Linked DNA regions of Mus musculus: all the other regions are linked to region 2. Evidence: chromatin contacts called from public promoter capture Hi-C data. All regions are on one chromosome and are shown on one strand. Each heading gives the region's core, a stretch centred on a gene start, on an enhancer-like site or on the middle of the called end of the contact. The rest is flanking DNA. Distances are from core to core; before and after follow the strand shown. Region 1 overlaps Akap13 (A kinase (PRKA) anchor protein 13). Region 2 overlaps Akap13 (A kinase (PRKA) anchor protein 13). Region 3 overlaps Akap13 (A kinase (PRKA) anchor protein 13). Region 4 has its middle 52 kb from the start of Klhl25. Region 5 holds the start of Akap13 (A kinase (PRKA) anchor protein 13).

Region 1 (6,001 bases), core at 622-3,121, 160 kb before region 2:
TTACATTTTATTTTCTTATAGTAGATAGGACCCCTACTCGGGGCCCTCCCTGCACATGGTAAGCAAGTGCTGCCCACAGAGCTTCACGTTCTGGTCATTCTGTCATTAGATTTCTCGAATCATTGTTCAGCATATTCCTTCCTAAGAAGTGGACAAAGGCTGGGTGAAGTGGTGCACACAGTTAATCTCAGCACTGGCAGAGGCAGGGGGATCTCTGTGAGAGCCAGGATAGCCAGAGCTACATAAAGAAACCCTGTTTCAAAAACAGAACAAACCAAAAAGAATTGGATAGAGTTAAGGTGAAGAAATTTCTGCTGCTTGTAGAGAATACTTGTTTCTTGTAGGTGTCAATTCATATTGCTCCTTTAAATAGTTGTTGTTGTTGTTGTTGTTTTCTTTAGACAGGGCATCATTATGTAGCTCTGGCTGGACTGGTGTCACTTTATAGAGAGTGTCATTTTGCTTTTTATTTTAGTTAGATAAAGCTTAGAAAGGACTGTTAAATCAGTCTTCATTGCTTGTGAAAAGCATTATAGGGTTAAAGATGGAAATACTGGATTGGAAACATATCCTTCTTGGCTCACATTGTTTTCCTAATTTTCTAGAAGAGTCTAATCACTTCCCCATGTGTCAACTCAGATTGAGAAAAGAGTCATTACATTTTCTAACCATCTGCTGGTAACGTTTTCATCATTTATACATCCCATAAGTAAAGTCAGAGGTGTGCAATCCGTTTAGTTGCTTGGATGTATGCAGTTGGCATTTTATGTAAGCTTACTGTGTTGGATTGGAAATGACAGTTAATAGACTGTTGGTGATTAAAAACTAACCCTAGCCACTCCTTTATTGGGATACCCATAAGGACCTACAGTGCATAACCACTGCTCTTAGTTCCAGTGTACAGCTCATATTGGCAGCTTTCTTCTCCACTATGAACCTCCTCAACTTATGCTAAATTATTAATCTGAGTTCTTGTTGAGCTTATAAATGTCCATGTGGTTATGAATCTGCAGATTCTATTCCACAGCCCACTGAGAACTAACAATAAAAACCTGTCATTGTGTGTATCATTGTGTGTTAGACACTGGGCATTCTGGTAACAGTTTCTTGTTTTCTCCTCCATGACAACAAGGACGTGATCATGTGATCCCTCTTCTGTTGTCTGGGCATCTGATGCTTAGAAAGGTTAAAGAAATAATCCCTTACCTTATATGTCTGCATTTTTTATTTTTATTAGCTTTTGAAAATATACATGAGGTTCTAATTTAGGTGTGTTTATCTCCAAAATGAGTTTATTCTTCTTTGTGGTAGTTTATTCTTTTCTTTTCTTTTTCTTTTTGAAGTAGGAGTTTGAACTCGCAGTAATCCTCTTGCCTCAGGATCCTGAGTGTGCTGGGCTGTGGCCTGTTTACTGTGCTATTGTGCCAAGTGCTTTGGAAAGTAAGAACTGTGAAGAATGCTGGACTTGGTTGCATGTCTGGGGCTTGGGAGGCAGACAGCAAGAGGAAGGAGAATCTCTCTGACTTGCAGGCCAGCCTGGACTACATACACAGTGACACTGTCTCAAAAATGAACAGACAAACCAGTAAATATAAAGCAATAAAATTGGCCTGGAAGAACCTTATAAAAATAAAGGCAGAGGAAACCAACAGTAGTTACCTTAGCAGACTGCCTTTCTTTCGGGAGGCATAGGCTTGTTCTATCAGCAGTGTACAGAGAGGAGGAATTGTAGAAGTCGATGGAGGTCTGTCGTCTTACCACCACCATGGCTTGTGTCTGATTGTAGCTCTTAACTCTTCAGAGAGGTCTGTATGCCACTGAACTTGGACACAGCTGTTGCTTCAGGCCCATTGCACACATCTGTTTTCTGGTAATAAACACATGATTTGCTTTTATTTTAGGCTATTGGTGTGCTATGGCCTTTTTCCTTTTATAGAACTGTATCTCTTGGTGGAGGATCAGTTTGAGTTTGACGACATTATTTAATTGTAACAAGTGCTTTGTTTAAAGTTTCTAAGCCAAAGCTCCATGAAAAGAGATAGGAGTAGGAACATGTCTTGTTTAGAAGTAAGACCCCTTTACGGGGTGAGGCATATAATTGCCTTAAGCAGTTTTAAGGAAACTAAACATCTCTTTAACAAATATATCACTTCTTGATTTTTTTTAATTTCGGGTGTGTTGGCGGGGTGGTGGTGAGGAGTATGGTGGAGAGGAGTTGTGAATGAGTGAGTACATGTGCCTGCAGAAGACAAAAGAGGGCATCAGATCCCCTCAAGCTGGAGTTATGGCTATGAGCTGCCTGGTGTGGGTCCTGAGAACTGAACCTGGGTCTTCTAGAAGAGCGGAAAGTGCTCTTAACTACTGAGCCATCTTGCCAGCCCCTCATTTATCTTGATTTTTAGTAATAGATGCTTATTTGGAGCATTTATGAAGAATTATATTATGGAGAATTTAACTCACGGAAGCTTCATGACATGAAATGGAAAAATAAAATTACCCATAATTGTACCTTGAGTCATCGAGTATAGTCTTTCTCTTTTATTTTCTTCTTTACCTTGTAGCATGGAGTGATACATGCCTACATTAGACTTCTGGTCGCTTTAAGTGTAATTATTGTATACATTATTAAGTCTCTTTTGCAGTTTTAATTGACATACTAAAGCAATCTTAGGCATTCTCCAAGTGAAATACAGATTAGTATCTTTTTAACATTTTGAATACCATTCTTACAATTCCTATTTAAAATTGTGATTTTTAGAATATCTTGTATGTACTAACTAGAATTATATTACCTTGAATATTTTGAATAGTTGGTCACTTTCAGGACTGTTAGACTTTCTTCACCAAACTATTAAATTTAAGAATTTTGTATAATTCCACCTCCCTTCTTTCTTTTTCTTTTTCCTTTTTTTCCTTTCTTTTCAGACAAGGTTCCTCACTATGTATTTCTGGATGTCCTGGAACTCACTATGTAGACCAGACTTGTCTTTGAACTGACAGAGATCTGATTGCCTCTGCCTCCCAGGTGCTGGGATTAAAGGCATGTCCTACTATGCCCAGCTTTAGATTTTTTTTTCCTTAAAATCTTTTGTATATTATTTAACAGTTTAAAACTTACATCATCATCGGGAGCCATTTTTTGTTGTTGTTGTATTGCCAGAATGCTTTAATGCTTTATATCATAACCAGTCTTGTTCCTCCAACCTTCCTGGCTTCCTTCTAATTAATTCTTGTCACAGGTTCTAGCAGCTCATGCCTTTAATCAAAACACTCAGGAAACTGAGACAGGACAGGAACTTGGCTTATAAACCAGAGCCATCCTGAATTAGAGAGTTCTAGGCTTTTCTGGGCTGTAGAGTGATAGTGTAGATGATTGCTGATGTGTTAGTGCTGTCAGAACCTGTGTTCTAATGGACTTCCTGTGAGCTTCAGATCCATGTGTCCATTTCTCTTTTCTTCACTGCCAACAGCTGTTATTCTTGACTATAGCAAAGGCATCTCAAAAGTGGCGTCCCTAGAATCAACTCTATATTCATCTCAAGTTATTGGCTCAATGTTTTCTTCCTTCTAGTGCTGTCAGTAATCTAAACCAAGGTGAAACGCTTGGTAAATGCCTGCGATTTCACCTTTGAAGCTGCAAGTGCTAACTCTGATCTTTTTCAAAGCCTTTTCAGGTTTATCCTCCCCTTTGTCCCTGTTTGCACTGGCCATATTTAGGCATACAGCCTTTTATAATTTACTGAGATAGTTTCAGTAGTACCTCCCAGCTTCTAGTCACAAGCTTGTCCTTTTATGTCCATTACCATATATCACAGGCAGAAATCATTTTCTCGGACATACATGTCATGGCTGCTGTCCTGCTTAGACTGTTTGTTGATGGCTGGCTATTGTACCTAGAGTTCAAGAAGCCTAGACTCCTCACCAGTAAACTGTTACTCTTTTCCCTTTCTGAACCTGTCTGTCCCTCATACTCACCAGTTCTGTGCTAACAAAACTCCTAGCGGTGTTTCTGAGATTTTCTATGGGACTTTATGTACATAAGCATTGGCACATGCAGTCTTTCTGTCTGCCGAGTGCAGTGTCTCCCACATAGCTTGCCCACCATTTTAACCAACATTGTAATCAGTTCTTAAGCAGCTGAAGTTAATTTGTGTGATGCTGTCGTCATGAGCCCTGTCACCCATATGCTGACACACTTTATTTGCTTCAATCATTGGGCCTTTTACGATACTTTAGATAACAGAATACCCACACTCTCTCCCTTGCCACAGCCAATGTCCATGATCTTATACTTAGAACTACCTTACTTAGCATGGTCTGAGGGAAGGTGCAGAGAAGGTGACAGTTAAGGACCTTGAAATGGGGAGGCTGTTTTGGATTATCCAGGGGTTGGATCTGGTCCTGGGCTGGATAAGGAGAGAATAGTTGAAGAAGTTAGAGAAATTAGACTTGCTGGCCTTGAAGATGATTAAAGGGGCTACAGCCAAGAAATGTAGGTGCTGTACAGAAGCTAGGAGAAGTAAGCAGAGAGGGAGAGGCAGATAAATACTTTGTGATAGATGCTGCAGAAAGGGGAGAAGTCCTCTGATAACCTGGGTTTATGATCCATTAGGTCACCTTCCATTTCAGATCTATAGAACGATAAGATGACTTTTGTTGTTTTAAACCAGTTTGTTGTGCTTGGTCACCATGGCAGCAAACAAAGAGTATGTATACTCTGCTCTGTCTTAATTATTGTATTGTCTTCTAGCTCGGAATTGTTCTTGCTCCCTCTCCATCCTCCCCTTCTCCCACCTCCCTCCCTTTCCCTCTCCCCTTCCACTCCTCCTCCCCCCTTCCCTCCATTCCCTCCCTTCCCCTCCCCTTCCTCCACTCCCTCTCTGCCCCATACTCTCTTGGTTCTAAGTTCTTCAGTGGCAGGGACTGCATATTTTCATCTGTCTTTAATACCTAGCATAGTGCCATAATGTATGAATTCATGGTTTATGTAATGTTTCTGCCCTTGTAAATGTTTTGGACAGTCTTTGCTGTCTATGTTTAGATTTCTTTTTGAGTTACTATTTCATTTTAAAAATCACTTGTGTGCATGAGCAAGTTCTTGTGCATGTGTGAGTGCGTGTCCCTTTGTGTGTCTCCTTTCTGTTACTAACTTCCTTTTTATCTATTTCTGTTTTTTTTACTTTAATCATCATTTTTGATCTAATCAAATCCTCCTAATGATTTGTTGTGTCAAATATATCTTTTGCACATGACAGTTTTGAGTTCCTTTGGAGAATAATTTTTGAAGTAAAAAAAAAAGATGCTAGGAGCTTTTTAATTTCTTTAGAGCTTCTTTATAGATATGTACTTCCCTTTTACTCTTCCAGCAACCTGAATACAGTGTTTAATTTGGTAATTTCCAATAAATGAAGTACTTACATTTTGTTATTTTTGTTGTTAAACTGTGACATTCTAACGAAGTCAGTATGAATGCCAGACTTAATCATGGTGCTTAGTTTACTAACTGCTAGCACACTCACCCAGCCTAACTCTTCCTGTTCTGTTATTCACCTTTAACCCTTTTCTTACTATTGTTCTCCTGTCACCCCTTCCTTGAGAGTTCCCTTCTTCCATGGCCTCCCCCCCCCCACCCCCCAGCATGTCCTCTATGAGAATTCCAAATGAAACAAACGCACCTGAAGATTCAAAGCTAACATCTACAAATTGGAGACAACATGGGGCAATTTTCTTTCTGGGTTACCTCAGAATGGATTTTTCTAGCTTCAGCCATTTAATTGCAAATTTAATAATTTAATTTTTTAACAGCTGAATAATACTACAGTATATAATTGCTTCACATTTTTATTATCCGTTCATCAATTGTTCAATATCTAGGCTGATTCCTTTTCCAGGGTCTTGTGAATAGAGCATTGATGAGCGTGGGTGAGCAGGTGACACTGGAGTAGGATGTAGTCCTTTGGGAATGTGGCCAAGGGTGGTGGAACTGGATCTTGGGGTAGTT
Region 2 (5,633 bases), core at 2,540-5,039:
GCCTTTTCTTTTAGCCAGCACCCCCAGATACCCTCAATTACAATATTAAGATTTTTGGAGTTTTCCAAGTAGTAAAGGGGCAAAAATAGAAATATCACAACCCCACCGACTGTAGTTTTTGTGCACTGTATAGAATGGAGGGTAGGGGATGGCTAGAATACTTATCGTTTAAGGTCCTTTGAAGAAGCCATACTATTTCCATTGAATAAACCTTCTGAAATTATCCACTAAATTCGTAATTGTGGCTAACAGATTTAAGATTAGCTCAAAGGTTCTGCCTCACTTGTTATGGTATTCCTTATATAATTCTGCAATGAAATTATCTCTTAATATATTCATTTATACCACAAGACTGTGAATAACCCATTCTGCAAGCACACACTAAGGATCTTCCTAGGACCTAGCCAAATGCCTAACAGAAAAAATAACTATATCAGTTAATATACCTAAAAGCTCCTCATTAGACCATTTAACTTTGTAAATATCTAAAATGGAAGAAAGGCTGGAAAAGCAAAGAGGTAGGTGAACAATAAAAAAATGACTGAATATTGGTATGAAACAGAAAGTAAATTTTAAAAAAAAATAGCTATTGGTTAAATAAATGTTCTTTTTCAGAATGCAGAAGCTTCATAGATGTTGGACTGGGCACGGAGTGTGCCTCAAAAGAAGGCATGCTCCAGAGAGTGTCAGGGAGTGAGTCTGACCTCTTTCACTCACCCAGTGATGAAATGGACAGCATCATCTTCCCAAAGGTACTGGATGAACCTTCTCCTCGTCTTTGACCAGCAACTCTCCTAGTTTGATCTGGCCTCACTTTACCCCTCTTTTACTGTGACTTTTTTTTCCCCTTGGGCTCGATGTCATATATGACTCTAGCTAGTGAGTTGTGATCCAGGTAGGCCATGTATTCTGACTTCAGAGTGACTTCAGGGGCCTTATTTTGCCTTACCTACTTTTTTGCTTTGTTCCTCTGTTCTCTTTCTAAGCTGCAACAGACAACCTAGCTAGATCACTCACAGAGGCACACAAGTGTTCCGTTTAAAGACGGGAAGTCAGTATTGCCAGGGCTTAAAAAAGGGCATTGGCCACATTTATTAGATTTATTTTCTGAAAAATCATAGCTGGTTACATGAGTTTAAGCTTGCATTAAAGTCAAAAGGCGTGGGAGTTCCTTTAGAATGAGCTAAGTCAGATGACAGTGAACACCCTTCAGTGGTTAGGAAAGGACCACAGCTCAGACCATATGATGTCATATACATAAACTAACCATAGAGTCATTCTGATTAATGTGTGGATGCCTGAAACTTACAGCTAAGCCTGATGACGTCATCTTTCTTCCAGACTGCTTAATTGGGACTTTCTAGGTCTATGGTAGAGAACTTGACCTTTTTCTCTAGTGAAGAGCTAGGGAAGATGGAGGTTGGGAGCTTGGGTTTGTTTCTGTTTTCAGCAGATGCCTTCCCCACAGCACGGAGGGCAGGTCATACTGTACTCAGTTACATGCCACAAGTGCTTTTCCTAATAGTAAGGACCAAAGGGGCAAAGCTGTGGTAGCAGCTATGAAGAAGTGCCTTGCTTGTTTCATAACTTTGAAGCCATGCTGAGAGCAGCTTTGTTAGTGGGTGATTCAGCTATCCAAACCAGTGAGTGTGTTACTCCCGTGTCTTAACTGATATGGTATAGAAATATTATCATAATATTCAAGAATTCTTGCTTTGTCCCTCAGCGCCCATCTTCCATTTGCCCCTTTCTAACGCTCTCTGCCCTCTTCCTTTGGCAGTCTTCTGAAGGACCTTGGAAAGATTATGGCGAAACCTTGGGATTTCTGTCTTGTCACTTGCTGGCTATGCACGGTGTCACATGCCTGTGACCCAGCACTCAGGAGGCTAGGGTAGAAGGACTGTGAGCTGGATGTAGAAATTCAGCCAAGTCTCACAGGATTGAAGAAGGGAAGATTTGCCTTTAAAGCTATATAGGAAGAGAAAAACCAATGTTTTTTTTGTTTTACCTGCCTGCCTTCCTCGCTCTTTCCCTTCCTTCTGTTCCTAAACCCATCACAAATGCATTTTTTAAATTACACTTTTAGGAGGGATATGGGCCTCACTGCTCATGGAGAAGTCAGGTTAAAGATTCTAGCCCTAAAGTTAGCTCATAATGCCTGGAGCTGCATAATAAATAGTTTTAAAATTATCAAGCAATTATGTGTGCTTGTCTAACTAATAGTAAAAAGATTTTTTAGATTTATTTTTATGTTTAAGTATGTGTCTGGGGGTGCGCATGGAGGCAGAAGCAGGCGTTGAGTCCCTTAGAGCTGGCATTACATATTGTATAAGCTACCAACATTCATTCTGAGAAATGGACTTAGGTTCTTAGGAAGAGCAACAGACATTCTTAACTAACTGCTGAGCCGTCTCTCCAGCTTAACTTCTGTTTTTTAAGTTGAATAATTTTCCTTCAGGAAATACTTGCTTGCCTATCTCTTAGATATATAGCATGTGAACAGTTTGTTACTGGTATTACACCCTCTCTGTGCAGAAGAAAATTTATAAAAAGGACCTTTGCTAGATACTGCACATTTTTTCCCAGGGAGAATAGACAACAACTGTTTTTAAAGCTGAAGCCTGTAACTCAGACAAACTTCCACCTACATTGTAAACTCTTCAGTGCTTTAGAGAAAAGCCAGGCAGGGTGAATGAACTTTCACCTCCTCATGAGTGCGTGGGAATGTCCAGATGGCCTGGGACCAGGTCAGGGTGGGGGTGGGGATGACCAAGAGTCCTTGGAATAACTGAGTTTCCTAGTGTTGATAAAATTAAAGCCTACTTAATAATATTGACAAGTCACTCATTCACCTGAATATTTCTATATATGTTTATCTCATTTCATAAGTCCAGCAACCAGATTTTTTTTTTTTTTTTGTCCCTCATACCATACAAGTAACAGAGGTTTTGATTGGTGTGCTGGCTACTTTTATGTCAACTTGATCCAGACTAGAGTCATTTGAATAGAGAAGATTAGCATGGCCCCTGCAGAAGGATTTGTGAAGTGTTCCATATTTTTCCAGGGTGGGAGTGGGGGAGCGCCCTCTTAGAGGAAAGGGGGGGGGAGGGATGGGATAGAAGGGTTCCAGAGTGGCTAAGACAATTCTTCATTTTCTTGATTGGTGATTGATGGGGTAGGGCCCAGCTCACTGTAGGTGGGGCCACTCCTGGGCTGGCAATCCTTGGTGTAAGAAGGCAGTCTGAGCAAGCCGTGTTGAGCAGAGCCTGTAGGCCTCTTCCATGGCCTCTGTATCTGCTCCTGTCTCTGGGTCCCTGCCCTGTTTTGAGTTCCCACCTTGACTTCTCTCAGTGTTGGACTGTCATACAGATATAGAGTAAAATAAAGTCTTTTCTCCCCAAGTTCCTTTCGGTCATGATATTCTATCAAAGCAATAGAAACCCTAAGACAACTGGTAAACAATTTTGTGTAAAATAACTGAGTGACTGAGAAAAACTAAGATTTGCATCGAGGCCTGACTCTTAACATCTCTTCCCTATCTTGTTGCTTTACTTTCAGTTTCTTCAGCATGGCTCTAAAAACCAGCTGGTAGACAGACCCTCGATTCTGCTTTCCTAAAGTCATTCTTACAGTGTGTGCTGTGCAGCGTCAGTTACTTGGTGTCTTCCCAGGGCCTTAAGTTCTTCTCTTTCAGTCTTCTGGGGTTTGGAGGGAATCTTTAGGCGAGCCATTGCCACATGCTTTCCTGTGAACTGTGAGTGGTGCGTTAGCTCACTTCCTGTAGCCATGGATTTATCTTTAGCCCTTCCGAGGTCTCAGTAACAACACGAGCCTCCTGGGAAATGTGACTCTTTGGTGAGTGTTGAGGGCTTTATGTTTATTCTTACAAATATTTGCCTGTTCCTAGGGTCATTTTTAGATCAGCAGCATAAATTTATACTTTGTTTTTAAACTGAGATGAAATCCTGCAATTCTTTTTGGAACTATCTGAGAAAGAAAGTATGTAATCATAAAATAATAACTGATTCAGGACTTAAGATTCTTAGGTAGAATACATAAAAACATAACATGACTTGGGGCATGTCGTGAGTGTTTAAAATATTAGTTGTTTTTCAAGGCAGTAGTATGTCTTATGTATAATATAAATAATAAATACTAGCTGAATAAATGAAAGGCTATTTATTGGCAGTATTAAACATGATTCCTTTAGCTATAGTAACTGTATAAAATTTGTGGTAGTTTTGTCTTTGTTGTGTTTAGCAATATAGTGTTTATCTTTCTATAGATACAGATATAGATAGTATAACTTTCTAAGAGAACTAAACAGGTATTTCCCCCTAAATACTGTTATAAAAGTACAGGAAAAAAAAAAGGACTGTTGAATTTTGCACAGAGCACCCATCCATTTATCTTCCAGCCGCCATCATTTTTATTATGTTTACTTACTACATAAGTGTGTTCTCTTTACCCCATCTTCCTAAACTTGATGATAGATTTCAAAACAAATTACAGATATTTCCGTACACAGGTGTAAATTCTTAGAATCAGTATTCTTCTAAGGTTGATGAATTTGAGGGAGACACACTATATATAAATATATGTATAACTTGTGTATATAAACCCTAAAAATTCATTTGTTTCTGGTTTTTCAAGACAGAGCCATTTTGTGTAGCCTATACTAGAATCTGCTCTGTAGACAAGTCTGTCTTAGAACTCACAGAGATTCACCTGCTTCCTCCGCCTCTAGTTGCTAGAAGTGCTGGAATTAAAGGCATGCACTGCCACTGTCTGGCTTTGGTTGATGGTTGGTTGGTTGGTTGGTTAGTCAGTCGGCTTTTTAAGGCAGGGTTTTTCTGGGTAGACCAGACTGTTCTGGAACTTGTTCTGTAGACAAGGCTGACCTCAAAATCTGCCTTCTTCTACCTTCCGAGTGCTCAAATTAACCACGCGCACCACCACCACCTAGCTTGGTCGTTTTTGATAAACACACCCACTACCTTTGTAACCTGGAGCTGCATGAACACATAGGCTATATAAGTATAACCATGGAAAGTCTCTTTACAAGGCATCCCTTCTCAATGACCAACCCATCAGAAGGAACAAAAAATATTCCCCATCAAAGATTTTTCTCTGATTGAGATTCTCATATAAATGGCATATATAATGTCACATAGATGGCATATAAATCTGAAGAATAGTGTTTCTCCTTTACAGCCCTGGGAGTGAGGTTTGGAATTTGTAGTCATCCAAGAGACAAGCTGTCTCACAGACTGGCCGTGTGTCTCTCTCTCTCTCTCTCTCTCTCTCTCTCTCTCTCTCTCTCTCTCTCTCTCTCTCGTATTCTCACTAGTGATGTATGAGAATCTCAGTTATTCTACATCCTTAGTAACAAACAGTTGTTTCCACTGTTACTGTTTCTGGTATCCATGCAGTATTATCTCATTATGGTTTTGATTTGTATTTCCTGACAACTAGTGATATTAAACAGATTTTCACTTGTCCATTGGCAACTCGTGTGTCTTCCTGTATAGAGCATCTGTTCATATCTTTGCCCATTAAAATAATTGGGTTATTTGTTGCTACCGAGGAGTGGATGATATATATCCTGGATACTGTTCCTTTATTAGATCCAT
Region 3 (5,243 bases), core at 880-3,379, 190 kb before region 2:
GAGTTGGCCTTCTTCCACCACGTGGAACCTGAGATTGAGCTGAAGTGGTAGACCTGGTGGCAAGCACTCCATCAGACCCTCTGAGTAAAAGTTCATTTTCCAGTTTGTATGTATTGTTAAACATCTGGTATAGCAATGACACCTTTCCTCTGCTCCATGAGGGAGGTCTCTGCCTTCCTCCCATATTTCCATATTCCTAAAGCACTGAACTAATTGGTCCTCTAACATAGGGCTTCTTAAGCTTTTCCCACTTGTAACCCCTTTTTACCAGAGACGTTTACATGATCTTGAGTATATATAGATATATAAAATAGGCATACAGATTAAACACTTTCAGGAAATACATCATAAAGAAATTAATTTTTAAATAAAATTTATTTTATCACTTCTTAGAAATGGAACAAACAAACAGTATACAATAAAATCATGGCTGAATATTTGATAATGCAGGACTTGGCATCTTCAGTATTTTTAAAATTAATTGTTGGTTTGATTTTATAATCAGTGCTGAGAATACTACTCTGCATAAATATAATGCAAAATGGCAGAGGTATATATAGTCTCTGTTCTTCAATATTAAGCAGTTATGCTTCATTTAAAACATTTGTTGTTTGCATAGTTTGTTTGTGTGTGAGAGAGTGTATGATTGAGTGTGTGTGTGTGTGTGTGTGTGTGTGTGTGTGTGTGTGCTTTGCATGTCATGGAGAGCATGTGGAGGGCAGAGTACAACTTCATGCTCTGTCTCTCCTTCCATCTTGGTGTGTGTTCCAGTGACTGAACTCAAGTCCCTGTGCTTTCCCGGCAGCAGCCTTTACCTGCTGAGGCAGCTCTGGCTGTTTATGTCTCTTTATGAACAGAAAGTATTGTATGAAAACACAAAGGATCATAACAGATAATAATCTCTAATCTGAGCTGAGGTCTCAGGCAGCCATTGGTTGATGTTAGGTAGTGTGACAGCAACACTGTGTGCACACACACTGTGTGCTTATAATGAAGTGCAGCGCAGTGCACGCACTGTGTGCTCATAATGAAGTGCAGCAAAGTGAGCACACACTTCATAATGAAGGCCGCAGTGAGGAATGATGCAACATGGATAAGTGTTCGCAGAAACGCCTCAGCTTCATTATGCATTTGAGTTTTTAAATTAAAGTTGTTGTTGCATGTTCAGAAGCTTTAGACTCCTGCCAAATTATTATTATTCTTTTTCAAAATCCTTCCTCCTCAATTTAGTTTCATGATCCCATGTGGAGCCTAACCCACAGTTTTAAGAAGCTGGGCCTGGGGGGCCTGGAGAGTTGGCTTATTGCTTAAGAGCAGCGGGAGCTCTTGCAAAGGACTCAGGTTCGTTTCCCAGCATCTGCTTGTCAGCTCACAGCCACCTGTTAACTCGAGTTCCAGGGACTCTGTTGCCACCTTCTGACCTCCATGGATGCTGCATGCATATACATAAACATGTATCCACATAAACAATTTTTAAAAAGGAAAAGGCCTTAAAGTAAGAAGGGCTTAATGATCCTCATTCCTTCTCTGTATAAATCAAGGTAAGGCTTTTGAGAGAACTGGTATCAGATGGTAGAGGATGGTAAGTTTTCTTGTAGGCGATATATAAAATTCTGTATATATCACAAAAGATATTTAAAATAAGATTGGCTAAAAACTGATCATCAGGTTGAAAAATAGTTATACAAATAAAAAAAATGAAAATGAGACATATCTGCAAAGTAATGACTTGTTCCATGTTATTTGAAGGTCTTTGAAAAAGAGGCTCTGAAGATATTTGGAAGGATGACTGCCTTTGGGGAGTAAGCGTTCACTCACTTAAAAGGACCTTGAACAAGCTAAATGTTTCATTACAAAATTTCCAATCTTGACTGTTGTCTTAGTTTGCTTTTCCGTTGCTGTGATAAATAAAACTGACCAGAAAGCACTCTGGGAGGAAAGACTTTATTTCATCTTCCATCTTTCAGTCTGTTGTCAAGTGAAGCCAGGGCAGAACTGAAGCATGGCTGTGGAGGAGCGCTGCTGGACTGGTTTGTCTTCCTTGACTTGCTCAGCTTACTTGCTTATACAGCCCAGGACTACGCACCCAAGGGCGGCTCTGCCCACAATGGACTAGACCTTCCCAGGTCAATCATTAATAAAACGTCCACAAAGGGCCCATAGTCCAATCTAATGGGGGCAGTTTCTTAGTTGTACTCTCTTCCCAGGTGAATCTAGCTTGTGTCAAATTGACAGAAACTAACCAGAATAGCTCTTAAGTGCTTTACAACTCTGTATGTTATCAACATGTCTAAAAAGGTTTTGTGTCATTTTAATCACCACTAACAGGCTTTTCTTTTAATTGGTGTAAATGTGAAGTGTTACCGTAGCATGCATGAGTCCTTGAATTATTAGCCAGTAGGCAGTGGAAGGGCAGAAATAGTGCTTGTTCTGGGGGTAGGTAGATGACAGCAACTTAGTCATTTCCTATAAATGTATGATTGGGCCTTTCTATCAAAGATCATTTAAAAGAAAATGGGCAAAAATCTAAGTGTATGTGCAGAATCTCTTAAATAGTGAAGTTAGCATAGCTTATGGATAGTTTTATGGATTCTTTGGGCGTAGAGGAGTATGCTTTCTTCATAGCAAAAACCTGGGATAATTTATGAAGAGGCTCACCATTTTGGAAAGTATAGCCCATGATGGATTGGCCCTGGGGTGTTGGATCATTATAAACCAAATGTGCTTACATTGCTGGAAGGAAAAGAGCAGAGGAAGAGACTGAGTCTTAATCTCTTTCCGAGGCAAGCCCCTGTGGTGTGAGGACCTTAGTGTAGGTTCTACTTCCTCCCAATAGTGCCACCAACCCCTTTGACATATAGGCCTTTGGGAGACAGTGCACACACGGACTTACTGGCCCGGTTGTACCTGTTTTAGATGCATTTTCACATTTGATCTTAGACAAAAAGAAGTGGGGATATCAGAAATGCGGAAGAAACTCTTAGTAGTTCTCAGTGCCACTCCGAGAAACTTGGTGGAAGATGGTGTGTGATGGTTATTTAGAAACACAGCTTATATTTCTTCCCCCCCCCCCCCCACAGGGTTTCTCTGTATAGCCCTGGCTGTCCTGGAACTCACGTTGTAGACCAGGCTGGCCTCGAACTCAGAAATCCACCTGCCTCTGCCTCCCGATAAAGGTGTGCATCACCACGCCCGGCTATTTCATTCTTTATAATCCTAAGTATAGAGAGGCAATAGCCACCAAGTGATGTTTAAATCATGCTGCACTGTGACTGATGTTTCAGATTGGATCTTCTCTCTCTCTCATAAACATCTCTGAATTTTATTCCTTTTTGAAAGTGTGAGAATATTTCTAGAGGGGTTTAAGTAAGGCAGGGTTTGAGTAGGGAAGACCCAGTCTAAATGTGCTGTTATCCCATCAGCTTGGGTCTTGGTCTGAAGAAAAGGAGGGGACACTGCTGTTTTCTCCCAGTTCAGGATAGTCAACACAGATGACCAGCTGCCTGTTGCCCCTGTCCCATGCCTTCCTTGAATAATGACCTGCACCCTTGGACTTGAACTAATTACCCCCTCCCAACTTTTTGTTTGCTTTGAAGATGGTCTCATTGTGTGGCCCAGCTGGCTTGCAACTGAGAGATCTGCCTTCCTTTGCCTCCAGAATGTTAGTATTAAAGATGTGGACTACCATTGGCCCTTTCCCCTCTTAACTGCTTGTTGACAGGAGACTTGATTGCAGCAGTGAGGAAACTAACAAATCCATCTGAACACTGATTTTGGCGTGTAGGAATTAGACTCTTTACTTTCCTTTGTCTTCAGTGCTCTGCTTTCATTAGCATATGGACAATAGTTACTGGAACTGTGGAGTTTTCAGAAGCTTACAGTATTCTGTCTCAACTGAAAATTTGGTAGAGAACCAGGGGTTATGGTGCACATCTTTGATCCCAGTGTTCCTATAGGCAGAGGCAGGCAGATCTGAGTTGGAGGCTGTCTTAGGGCTTTACTGCTGTGAACAAATACTGTGACCAAGGCAACTCTTAAAAGGACAACATTTAATTAGGGCTAGCTTACAGGTTCAGAGGTTCAGTCCATTATCATCAAGGTGGGAAACATGGCAGCATCCAGGAAGGCATGGTTCAGGAGGAGCTGAGAGTTCTACATCTTCATCTGAAAGCTGCTAGCAGAATATTGGCTTCCAGGCAGCTAGGATGAGGGTATTAAAACCCACACCCACAGTTGACACACCTATTCCAGCAGACCACACCTCCAAATAGTGCCACTCCCTGGGCCAAGAATATATAAACCATCACAGAGGCCACTCTAAGTCTACCTAGAGTCCCAGGTTAGTCAGGGTTGCAAAGTGAGACCCCAAAAGAACCTCACCCCTACCCACCCACCCCACAAAACCTTGACAAGAGTGGTTTAATGACAGGGGTGTGAGTAACATGCAAACATACTTAATCCTTTATATAAGGTCTGTAGCAGAGGAAGGGAGGATCTTGAGTGTGAGGCAGTCTGAGTGAGCAATATATTGAGAACGTATCAAAACTGAAACAAAAACAAAAAATAAAACAAACCTGGGTGGAACCATTGGCGTTGTCTGGTCACATCTGTTAATTTCCTGATGAAGGAACCTGTGGGTCAAAGAGTTAAGATTGGTAAGAGTAAGTGCAGTATAGTCAGACATGCAACTTGATGTCCCAGGAGGGTGTGGTCCCGAAGGGGAGCTTCCCCTTCTCTGAGGATTTGTGAGGGTAGGGCTGTGAAGAAAGGAGGGGAGGTGGTGGTGGTGGCTGTGTTCAGGATGTAAAGTGAATAAATAAATAATTTTAAAAAACCCTCAGTAGAAGCAATTGTGAATAGCTATATTTGGGCCCAGATAACCAGTTATGCAAGTATAAAGAAAAGTATAGGTTTTAAGTAAGGTACAAGTTGACTGACCATAGTCTTGTTTTAATTGAGAGTATCATGGCTGACACAGTTGTTGAATTAATCTTGAATTATAGTAAAAAAAAGTATCATGTATAAAAAACCAGACACTTGTGGTTAATTAGAAGAGCACACTAGAAGCTTTGGTGTATTCATGTGGATCTATTTTCAGGGGACTATTGACAGAATATAGCTTACTTTCTCATTTCCACTCCTAAGGAACTACACCCTGGTCCACTCATTGCAATTGTTGATCATAACTATCAACAATCTTAAATCTGGAGTTTTGTTTGTTTTCCTTAATGTGCATTTTTTCC
Region 4 (5,590 bases), core at 701-3,200, 230 kb after region 2:
TAAATTGGTCTGATCCTCTAATTCCCCAGCTCAGACTTTTTCTGGTCCCTCAGCATCTGACAAGACTGTTAACAATTCATAAAGGGATCTATCATGTTGAGACTTAGTATTAGATGTTAGAATTTATGAAAGGAACACGCTGAATTAGCCAATGTCCAGCCGAACTGACGAACTGTAAGTGCAGCTTGGTAAAGCCTATGAAGGTTACAGTTGATGACAAGGTCTATCTCACCTAGAGCTGTGCTTGTCTGCCCCAAGCCCTAGCCACCTTCTTATTTTTCTGTGCTTTAAGAATATTGGTAATTATGTCAGATCTTCATCAGCTGACTGTGAGCAATGCCTTGGCTGTTTTAATAATGAAACTAGTCACCGTGATTGATGTCATGGAAGTGGATCAGTGAATCTACTGCAAATGAGCAGACTAGTTCCTTGCATCTGAACATCACAGTTGGCCTTATTTTTCCTCTAAATTTCTCTTTCTCCAGCTAACCTCCTATCACCCCGAGCAAATGCCGCAGTTACTATGTGAAGGTGTTACCATGGAAGAACATACGTAGAAAGATTATCTCCTGTTCAGTATTCATAGAGTTTAGAATGGTGGGATGCTTGGTAGGGACCACAGGGCGGGTCCTAATTTCCCGAGTAGTTGGCCAACACAAACTAACTCCATGGTTTAAAAGAAGAGAGAAGAAAGCTTGAAGTTAGGTGAGTGGAGAGTGAGGATGGAGAGGGAAGATCTGGGGGTGGTGGAGCAGAGACGGGGGATCTAGGAGGAGCTGAAGGTGGTGGTGGAGATTATGATCGGAATATATAGTATAATATTCTGCTTTCTAGTTCCACCCATTTCCATGGAAATAACATAATTTTATTTTAGTTTTACACCTGAGAAAATTCTGTTGTGTATAAAATTACATGTATGAAACTTTCAAATCATTAATTAAAAGTGGTATTTAAAAATAAAATAAAATGGTGGGAAAAAGAAAAAAGATATTGATGTGTTTATAAAAAGATAAAGAGGCATAAGAATATGTTCTATGGGGGTGCGGTGCGGGGGAAGGAGTGCCTTAGTGGGCCCATGCCGAGGCATCCCTTCCCCCTGAGGGACCAGCCACATGACAGTATAGTATAGAATAGTTTATTCAGGGCATGGGGAGTGGGAGTTAAGAGGGTAGTAGAGGCAGAGAATGGCAGAGAGAGGGAGAGAGTATGGAAGTAGAGGCTGGCCATGACCACATGGAGAGAGGGGAGAAGGGAATGGGGAGAGAGAGGAATCAAGAGAGCAAGAGGCAAGAGAGAGAGGCAAGAGAGAAAGGAGGGGGCAAGCAGCCCATTTTATAGTGGGTCAGACCTACCTGGCTGTTGCCAGGTAACTGTGGGGTGCAGTTTGGACAGAATGCTAACATATATATTTGAGATAGTGAGAGAGATGATTTATTATACATGAGTTACACTATGAGAGAAGACAACTAGTCTGCAATGCTGCAGGTCCAGGGCAGAGGGCCAATGGGGACTGTTTGGATTGTAAGGAAGTCAGACTCTCAGATGGTCTTGGTGAGGAGATGGTGAAGTCCCAGGCCCACTGAGACTTATTACCGACATCAGCATACTGTCCACCAACTTGGACCAGCACCCTGGCCTTCAGCATCCCTTACTGCTGCTCCTTTAGCCTTCTTGAGTATACAAGCTAATTTCCTTGCACTTCTGCCTCATCTTTCTTCTCTTGCCTTTCATTCCCCACTCCACCCTCACGGAGCAGGGGTTTCAGGCCAAGAGCTATATAGATATAGTTTCTTCTGCAGAAAGCTTTGGAGTTTTCCCATGGTGTGTGCAAGGTGATTCCCAAGAGAATGAGCCCAGCTGTTCAGCTCTCAGAATCTTCTGTTACAGATGCATTATCTCCCATTTGCCTTGTAGTTGATTCTTTGTCACTGCAGGGCATTAGTGTCTAAGCAGCACTTGTCTCCCGTGCCCTTTAGAAGCTTGACTTTGAGTCATTTGCAATAGCTGTGACGTATGACCCCCAGGTTCAGGGGATACTTAAACATACGCACACAATTGATATCACAGTGGCCAAAGTCCTGTAAGTGGTGTTTGCACTGCTTTTCCATCCGGACACTTTGGTACTGTACAGGTCCTTGAAGGTCATATCAAAACAAACCTTCAATAAAGCGGCCTTTATAGAGCTCCTTTCTGGAGCTCAGGGCCAAGAGCTTTGTTCAGATTGATAAGGTCGATTCTTCTCCTTTTGTTCAGGAGCAAACAAAGACCCAGTGAATGTCAACGATCATCCAAATGGAAAGTCGTGGAAGAACCTTTTGTACCACATTGCCACACTGTCTCAAGTGATCAAAAAAGGGAGTTTACGGCCTGTGGATTACACACTCAGTTCCTTGACCTTTCATTAGTTATGAGTCGTCAGCTCCCCTCTGGCACCTCTCGCTGGCACAGTGTTCCGAGGTGTGAGATAAGAATGTGAGGTCCCTTCACGCTGCTTGTTCACGGTCAGTGGGAATGTGACCAGTTCCTCTCTTAGGGACACAGGGTGCCTTATTCAGCTCTTGAGCTCATAGTGCTTGGGCAACCACCTTCTTTGTTCTTCTGTTTACTGGTTCCTAAGTGCACAGAGCAAAGGCCCTGAGGTGCAGAGGACCTGACTCAGTGGCTCAACACAAAGGAGGAGGGGAATCAGGTGAAAGTTCAGAGTGGTGCCCTTCCATGACTTCAGCCTTTAATTATTATTATTATTTTTTACTTTATTTTTATTTTATCTTCAATTAAAAAAATGTACCGAGATGACTTTCATTCTTACTGGTGATTTCAAAATGTCACTGTCTATCTTCCACTTTAATCTCTAATTTTATCTTTCTTCCTAAAGAAAACACAAGCCAACAGAAGGAGCACTTCCTCTTTCTTGCCTACTTCATGCTCCCTCAAATGTCACTGTTTCTCCACCCACTCTTGCCCCATCTCTGTAGTCAAAGGGAAAGATGCTCCCATCCATCCCACATGTATTAGGGTCTAGGCAGGAAACCGAGTTCATCTGGGAAATACAAGAATTCATTCAGACGACCTGAAAGATTAAAAAGAAATTTAAAATCGATTTTTTATATAATATGTTCTGATTACAGTGACCCCTCCCTCTTCTTCCAGTCCCTCCTTACCTCCCTCCCCATCCATATCTACCCCCTTTCTGTCTTTCCATAGAAAACAAACAGACATCTAAGGAATAATAAAACAAAGCAGAATACAATAAAATAAATAACAGACCAACAAATTGGAATAACAAGACAACCAAACAAACACAAAAGAAGAAAGCAAAGAAAAAACTTCAGAAATGCCTAGACACAGAAACACACACATTACACTAACAAGAATCCTATAAAAGCTTCAAACCAGAAGTCATAATATATATGCAAAGTACCTGTTAGATGGGGGTGGGGGTGGGGGAAGCCCTGACAACAAGATGAGATAAAGAACCTCCTAAAATGGCACTGAGTTTGTTTTGTGTTGGCCATCTACTGATGGGCATGGGGCCTGCCCTTAAGATTGCTTTCCCTAGGGAGATGCCCTAACTAATTTTTCATTTGCAAGTACTTATCAACTGAAGATGGCTTCTTGGTTAGGCATGGTGGCTCGTGTCCCCTTTTCCTCTCAGCTCTAGGGCCCCACCTGGTGCAGACCCATGCAGTCTCGTGCATGCTGCCTCAGTCTCTGTAAGTTCATATGTGTACCAATTCTATTGTGTCTAGACAGTCTTGAGTCCCTGGAGTCCTCCATCCTCTCTGGCCTTTACTTTCTTTCATCTTCCTCTTCCATAGGGTTCCCTGAGCCTTGAGGGGAGAGATTTGATGGAGACAGTCCATTTAGAGATCAATGTTCCAAGGTCTCTCACGCTCTGCATAATGTTTGCTTGTGGGTCTCTGTATTTGTTGCCATCTGCAGCAGGAGGAAGCATCTCTGATGATGGATGAGCAAGGAACTGATCTACGAGTATAACAGAATGTCATTACAAGTCATTTCTTCCCTATGCTCCTTTAGTAGAGCAGTAGTATTTGATTTCCCCCTAGGTCCCCAGCCTATTGAGTTTCAGGATCTCCATCACCCAAGCAGCACTGGGCATGGATTCCATTTTATTGATATTGGTTGGCTATTCTTACAAGCTTTGTGACGTTATTGCACAAGCATATCTTGCAGGCAGGTCATCATAGTAGATTGAAGAGCATTTACCTTTCTCCTTTGGTGGCATGTAGAGAGTATCCTGGCTCCCCTCACCTTCCCTCTCCTCCATACTCACCCCCCCTTATAAAAGAGTAGGCCCCCTAGGGATATCAACCCAACATGACCTGACGAGTTACAATAAAACTAGTCACAAGTCCTCATATCAAGGCTGGGCGAGGTAAGTTAGTAGGAGGAAAGGGTCCCAAAAGCAAGCAGAAGAGTCAGAGACAGCCCCTGCTCTCCCTGTTAGGAGTTTCACAAGAACATCCTCCAACACAACCATACCACATATGAGGACCTAGGTCAGACCCATACAGGTTTCATGATTTTTGATTCAGTCTCTGAGTCCCTATGAATCCTGGTTATTTGACTCTGTAGGCTGTGTTCTTTTGGTATTCTTGATTCCTCTGGCTCTTGCAATTCTTCTTTCTCCATCTTCTGCAGGGTCCTTCTAATGTTTGGCTGTTGGTCTGGGCACCTGCTGAAGGAGAAGACTTTAATAACGGGTCTAACAACAGAGGTGTGGATAAGACTTCAAGGAACAAACTAAAGATGTGGAAACATGCAGAGCTGGCAATATGGCAATTGTCATCATCCTAGAACCGAAAACATCAAAGAGAGACTCTTGTCATAGGCTGTAGTCTGTATGGATCAGTCTCCAGCCTGTCCAGGGTAGGGTGCAGAAGGCTAGATCCTAGATCAAGGGGGAAGACTAAAAGGAAGCAACCAGCCTGTTGCATAAAGTGGATTGAATTCCATAGGAAACTAAGGAAGTGGTTTATTTTTTTTCTGTCATGCTCAGAAGATCTTGGACAGAGCCCATCTTCCCTTCCACAGCCTCTTTGGAGCCTAGCTGGCCTCATTTCCATGTATTAAAAGGCCCAATTCATTGTGAAACAGGACATCCACTTCTTAGGCAGCTCAAATAGTCCCTACAACTCAATCTTCATTACTAATTGGTGCCACCCCTTTCCAGCTTCTTGTTCAGCATCACACCCTCTGAACCACAACTGGCTTTGCAGGGTAGGACTGGGCTGAGGATGGGAGGAAACCTAGGTGAGGTCTTTTGGTATAATGGGACTTGTTCCTATCTCTCTCTTGGCTACTGACCTGGGTCTTTGAGCTGTGTGTCCAAAGGCTGCTTCCCTAAAGGACACACTGTTAGGTTCTGAGACACTGAGGAGACCTCAGCTCCCGCTATTTCCTGGTGCAGAGGACTTTTTCCCAGCTCTTGCTCCTCCTGGTCCACCCTTTGTAGCCTCTTCTCTGCAAGTGTCTCCAACATGCACATGGTCTGAGGAAACCCTGAACCCCCGCTTCCCAGACAGAGAAACAGATCACCTCTCCTCCATACTCATGGCCCGGGGAAACC
Region 5 (5,332 bases), core at 939-3,438, 210 kb before region 2:
ATTGACTACTAAAGTGGCTAAGAACTTGAAACTTGATAGGTCCTGGGTCTAGGGGAAACCTATTATTCTTCTTCTGCTAAAGGAACATAGCAATATAACGATTCTTAGTGTCATATGGCTATACTCATAAGGGCCTTGCTCAATCCACATCAGAGAAGCTTCGTGTAGTGGATGGGAATTAACATAGAGACCAAAAAGTGCACAACATATAGAGTGGGACAGACATTGGAGCATTAGTCCTAGACGGGACCTTCTAACCAACCCCCTGCCCTCAAGGGTCAGGAAGGAGTGAGGAAGAGGAGGCAGAAAGACTGTAAGAGACAGAGGTGATGGATGACTACAAGAAACAGTGACTACCAGACACAATAGGACTGATATGCATATGAACTCATGCAGTGTTGGCACACAAAAGATTTGCAAAGGTTCAAGCCAGGAGTCCCAGCATCTAGAGGGAGGAAGGGGTCATAGGCTCCCAGCCTCTAAGCAAGAAGATATATACAATCAATATGCCCTGGCAAAGGGATAATCCGTTTTCTCCAATGCACTCTCACTGGTTTTATCAATCACACTTCAGGGCAGGCCTCATGTTCCAGTTATTGGCCAACACAAAATGGACTCAGTGGTATTTTTGTGGACTTTTTGTTTCATTGTGCTGTGTTTTGGCTTTCTTTTTCTTTTTGGACTTGATCCTGGATTTGATTGTTTGATTTCCATTTTTGTGTTTCGTACTTTTTGCTTTTGTTTTATGAAGGAAGAAGAAAAGAAAAAACATGAAGTTGGATGAGTAGGGAGGTGGGGAGGATCTGAGAGGAACTGGAGAGTGGGAAAACAAGATCAAAACATGTTATATGAAGCATCTTTTCAATTAAAATAATTTTAAAAAGGGAAAGTGACATTTAACAACAGAAAATGCCTGGTACAATCACCAGGCACTGATAATACTTTCTGTTAAATATTTTCATGATGGTAGTGACCTTGTCTGGATTAAAACTTCCCAAATGACAGTGACTTCCATTCTTGCAGTTTTTGGCAGGTCCATATCTTGTATTACTATTTTTTTTAAACTGACTTTGAAATTATATGAAGTTAATCTTTTCATATAATTCTTTGAACATTTTCTTCATTCATATAATATACTTTGGCCACATTCTCCCAACCCATCCCTCTCAACTTCTTATTCTCCTTCTGCTCTTTAAAAAAACTTATGATCCACTGTGTTCAACTTGTACTGTCCATAGCTGTGTGGGTGCTGGGTCATCTACTGGGAGATGGTTGGCCAGAGGGAGTCCAATACTTAAAGGAAACTGTCCCCCAATGGGGTATTTATCTTAGGGGTACAGCCACATAATATTTTCATATTAATATGTTTTGATCACCTAAATAAAAATGCAAGGCCAGTACTCGCAGAGATTCCATTCTGTTCCTTCCCAGTCAATACCCTTCTCCTCCTAGGAAACTACCTTTCTTACTTCGACCACAATAAATATTAAACTGCACAGAAAACCTCACATTTCTTGCGTAATATTCATAATCCCCGGCTCCCCCCCCCCCCAACTTTCTATTGACCGAAAAAATAACATGTCAAAATAGTTTGGCATTATAGGCATGTTTTCCCTTAATAACACATTACAATATGTAACTATCAAAAAGAAGTTTCTTTTTGTACCAATTAATGTAGTATCTTGGGTCACCATTGGAACATGTCCATACTTGGTTTCTCCGAAGCAACTAGATGGTTTCTGAAGTCCATAGCAACTCAAAGGCAATGATTTTGTGGTGATCGAATAGCTCAAAGTCACTGTGACAATCTTCACCCATCCAACATACTTGAGTACTTTGTGCCGCTCCACCTTGGACTCTTAAGAAGACTCTATTGAGTCTTAGCGTCAACGTGTGGTAAGTGCTCCGACTTAGGTAAGCACCAGGCGCACAGAGGAAGGGTGGCTTCCGGTGATGGGGCGGATAGGAGAAGGTGGGTGGGCATTTCCCCAGCAGCTGCTGCCAGCCACCCGACTTTGATCACTTTGCCGCCTGGCAGCAGTGGCGGTCAACCTCATCGTTCCTTAGCAACCAGAGCCAACTGCCAAGAAGCCTTCCTATTGGGCTCACAGAACATGATGGGTAGTCTAATTGTCCAATAGAAACTTTTAGGCTTGGCTCGTTGCACCGCCCACCCCGGGCCGCAGGCGGCGCATGCGCGGGTGGGCAGGTCTGTGTGCAGGGCGGTCGCAGAGCCGGAGCTGCTGCTGCTAAGCTCTTGGGCTCGGTTGAGACCGCCGTGCTTGCTCCTTGCTCCAGCCGTCACCGCCGCCGCCGAGGGAGCGGCCGCCTATTGTCCTTCTCCGCGGCCAAGGCGCGGAGCTGCTCCGGCTCGGCCCGCGGGGGAGCCCGGGGAGCCGCACGGTGAGAGCGCAACTTAGTTGAGGGAGTTGAGGGAAGTTTGGGCGTCTGAGGAGGGGGCGCGCGCGCAGCCGCCCCTCCCCCTCGGCTGCTCTCGGCCGCGCGCGCGAGCTGCGGGACGCGGGGACGCGCGGGCGCGACGCGGGTGGCGGACCCTTCTTAGCATCGGCAGCCAGGGGTGGATAGCGCGGCCGCCGATCCCGGCCTCCTCGGACCCACGTTCCTCTGCTGCCCGCTTCTGTGGCGCCGGCTGCGGCTCTCCTCTGAGGGACGGCTGCTCGGTGGGGCGCGCCGCTCGAACAGAGAGTGCGGCTCCGGGAACGAGCAGCTCCCCGGGGCAGTCAAGCCGGGTAAACACTGCGCGCCCCGGCCACCTTTGGGGGCTTTCTCCCGAGATGGGGAGGGGGGCGCGGTGGGCGCCCCGGGAACGGTGGCGCATTCGACTCCTCTGCCCCTCGAGCTCTAGTGCAAGCACTTTGAGAACTAGCGAATCACTGCTTTTCGTAAATAGGCTCGCTGACACTTAACTGGGGTGCGAGACGCACCCTCAGTTTATTTCTCGCTAAGAAAGTGTCTGTCTTTCGGCTGAAAATATTGGCTAACTCTAAGTGTCTAGACTCTACTGTGAACTCAGGAGTTCACAATGAAAATGGATTGAGCAATCTCTGAGTGTTTCAGTCTTTGCTTTTCCCCTTCATAATGAAGTTATTTTGAGAGTTCATTGCGTTGAGCAGATTTACAAAGTGATGTGCCTTTTTGTCTGTCTGTCTGTCTGTCTGTTTTTTGTTACTACCCTCATGATTTCCCGAAGTCACTTACTCATTTAAACCCCCACCCCCCAAACTTTTGGATTGCCCGGGTCAGGAGGAGCGCTCCAGTTCTTGAACGTGCATTCATTGTCTGTAAAGAAGTTCCTATCAGTCGAGATGACTCTGAGATAAACCAGTGTGTCACTTTGTACACCATCATCTCTTGGGAATCATTCCGCTGCATTTCGTTGACTAGACTTGCGCTGTAATGGTAATTCAGTTTTAGCTCCCAAGAGAGAACCCTATCATTCATACTGAAACACAATGCCTCCCCCCCACCCCCCTCCCCCCGTCACTTCATGTTAATTTTAGTTGTATTTCTTTGACATTTGTTAAACTTAAATTTTTCTTTGAAGGCTACTGCTCATGGCATTTTGCTTTTTTTTTCTATGTGAATAACATGGACAAGTGGTGTGTGGGGTTTTCTGTTTTGTTTTTGGCTTTTCTTTGTATGAAACCCAGCTTCGTTTACCTGATGAAACCAAGGAAAAATATTCTGAAGGCACAGGGATTCAGGACTCACAGTCTTTGTGCTTAATTTTCCTTTCTGGGGTGGGTGTGGTGAGCAAAGGAGGTGGACAGAAGTTGGGAGTTATTGGTTAGTTACATAATATAAACAAATACTGCAAAATCGGGTGGCCAGGACACCTTCTCTGGACTGTGGTAACATGCTACACATACTTTTGTTCTAGGGTATTTGCTTCACTAAATGGGAACTATGTGTAGTATAAATGGTCTTTTCTAGTCTTTTTACACCTTAAGGATTGTGATGGGTGGTATTTTGCTATGCTCTGTGTGTGTGTTGTTTTTTTTTTTTTTTTTTTTTTTTTTTCTAGAAAAGTCCACACAGTTGGTGTTTAGCTTTTGTTTGATTTAGGTGAGGTGATTTTCACTGGCTAGTGATAGTGTACACAGGAGAAACCCATTAATTCTGGGGCCTTGTACAAAATGACAATTAGCTTGCACATCTGTGGTGAAATTTACTTTACTTTTAGGAGACTTTGTTAATTCTCTCTTGAGATAGGGTCTTACTGTGTAGCTCAGGCTGGTCTTAAAGTTACAGAGATCTGTCTGCCTGCATGCTGGAATGAAGAGCCTAGCACCCCCCTTCCCCCCTTCCCCTCTCCCTCTCTCCCTCTCTGTCTGTGTGTGTGTGTGTGTAGGGTTTGCCTTGTAGTGTATGTTGGCTTTGAGCTCAAGGTTTCCTTGCCTTGGTTTCCTTAGGGATAGATAACGCGTGTGTATCACTTTTCCCAGCTTTAAAAACTCTTTTTGTTGATTTGTTCTAGAAAATAACTGGGATTTAAAGAGTACACTCTGGACTTAAAAAAAAAAAAAAAAAAAGAAATTTTCAGTTTTGAAATGCATCCCTCACACTCTCCCTGTTGAGACTCTTAAGCTACTGAACAGATTCATTCATGGCTCTTCCCAGTCCTTCATTGTGAAATTGGGAGGGAGCATAGTTTAGAAGAAATTCCCTGTTTGGAGTTATGTAAATCTGAGTTCAGATCCTCAGCTTTCCTTCCACGGTTTTGAAGCCTTGAGCACTGCACTTGACTCTGGAGCTTGCTTCTTTCCTTGTAAGGGGTAGTAATATTATGTTCTTAGGAATGCATGAAATGGTCTAGGAGACTTAGTACACTGTCCAATATTCTGCTTCCTGGTGGCTAAAAAGATCATTGTGGTACGGTTTTACATGGCTTTTAAAAAGTGTTTTTAAAGTGAGGGTTCCGAACAGAAGGTGGGTCAGTGGGTAAAGGTACTTGCCACCAAGCCTGATGACCCAAGTTCAGGTCCCACAAACTCCTGAAACTTGTCCTCTGACCTCCACATTCACACTTGTGAATTAACTTCCACCCTAAAGACAAATAAATGTAAAAGACGTCCTCTGAACAGAAGGATGAGAGAGGCTATACCGTTTTGTCACCTGTTAGCTTTCTTTTGAGTGGGATCCCAGGTGCCTTGGTAGGAATGAAATCTGTACAGCTGTATAGTGTGAGAAATGACAAGAGAGAGATTGTTTTCAGTACTAGCAAGAGTCTGTCTTAGTGTTTAAGACACTATGAAAATGACTGCCCTTATGAAGGAAAGCATTTATCTGGAGCTTGCTTACAGTTTCAGAG

What was found. Promoter capture Hi-C pulls out the DNA fragments that hold promoters and counts their contacts.
Region 1: a contact with region 2 is called in a promoter capture Hi-C map of liver, with 1.9 times the contacts expected there. The contact joins two enhancer-like sites. A contact is called at or near these places in 10 of 39 promoter capture datasets (the C10 cell line, the HPC-7 cell line, cranial neural crest and 6 more) and 1 of 115 datasets of contacts at active chromatin or transcription factors (memory CD8 T cells).
Region 3: a contact with region 2 is called in a promoter capture Hi-C map of liver, with 2.3 times the contacts expected there. The contact joins two enhancer-like sites. A contact is called at or near these places in 7 of 39 promoter capture datasets (3T3-L1-derived adipocytes, the C10 cell line, cranial neural crest and 3 more), 1 of 484 Hi-C or Micro-C datasets (nephron progenitors) and 3 of 115 datasets of contacts at active chromatin or transcription factors (effector CD8 T cells, large pre-B cells and regulatory T cells).
Region 4: a promoter capture Hi-C map of embryonic stem cells shows a contact between it and region 2, with 4 times the contacts expected there. The contact joins two enhancer-like sites. A contact is called at or near these places in 3 of 39 promoter capture datasets (the C10 cell line, embryonic stem cells and stem cell-derived epiblast-like cells), 1 of 484 Hi-C or Micro-C datasets (bone marrow-derived macrophages) and 3 of 115 datasets of contacts at active chromatin or transcription factors (CD8 T cells, effector CD8 T cells and microglia).
Region 5: a contact with region 2 is called in a promoter capture Hi-C map of liver. The contact joins the promoter of Akap13 here to the enhancer-like site in region 2. A contact is called at or near these places in 7 of 39 promoter capture datasets (3T3-L1-derived adipocytes, the C10 cell line, the HPC-7 cell line and 3 more), 1 of 15 datasets of contacts at CTCF or cohesin (the NIH/3T3 cell line), 2 of 484 Hi-C or Micro-C datasets (B cells and peritoneal macrophages), 6 of 115 datasets of contacts at active chromatin or transcription factors (the 230-238 cell line, CD8 T cells, bone marrow-derived macrophages and 3 more) and 2 of 9 other capture datasets (adipose tissue and liver).

What each region holds. Positions count from the first base shown.
Region 1 is chr7:75,505,015-75,511,015 of GRCm38.p6, forward strand. All of the region lies in intron 1 of Akap13 (A kinase (PRKA) anchor protein 13), which reads left to right. Among named protein-coding and RNA genes, the nearest start is that of Akap13, 52 kb to the left of the region's middle. Within about 2 kb of position 1,872, at least 8 of the 459 cell types and tissues checked have an H3K27ac peak or open chromatin away from gene starts, as enhancers often do.
Region 2 is chr7:75,665,897-75,671,529 of GRCm38.p6, forward strand. Akap13 (A kinase (PRKA) anchor protein 13) reads left to right here. Exons shown (of 37, transcript NM_029332.1): 10 at 616-752. Among named protein-coding and RNA genes, the nearest start is that of AU020206, 110 kb to the right of the region's middle. Within about 2 kb of position 3,790, at least 106 of the 459 cell types and tissues checked have an H3K27ac peak or open chromatin away from gene starts, as enhancers often do. A contact at or near this core is called in the 230-238 cell line, CD8 T cells, adipose tissue and 7 more, where this site is marked.
Region 3 is chr7:75,478,847-75,484,089 of GRCm38.p6, forward strand. The region is part of intron 1 of Akap13 (A kinase (PRKA) anchor protein 13); the gene reads left to right. Among named protein-coding and RNA genes, the nearest start is that of Akap13, 26 kb to the left of the region's middle. Within about 2 kb of position 2,130, at least 25 of the 459 cell types and tissues checked have an H3K27ac peak or open chromatin away from gene starts, as enhancers often do. A contact at or near this core is called in liver and regulatory T cells, where this site is marked.
Region 4 is chr7:75,897,246-75,902,835 of GRCm38.p6, forward strand. No RefSeq gene overlaps it. Among named protein-coding and RNA genes, the nearest start is that of Klhl25, 52 kb to the left of the region's middle. Within about 2 kb of position 1,951, at least 29 of the 459 cell types and tissues checked have an H3K27ac peak or open chromatin away from gene starts, as enhancers often do. A contact at or near this core is called in bone marrow-derived macrophages and microglia, where this site is marked.
Region 5 is chr7:75,453,346-75,458,677 of GRCm38.p6, forward strand. Akap13 (A kinase (PRKA) anchor protein 13) reads left to right here and starts at 2,189. Exons shown (of 37, transcript NM_029332.1): 1 at 2,189-2,403.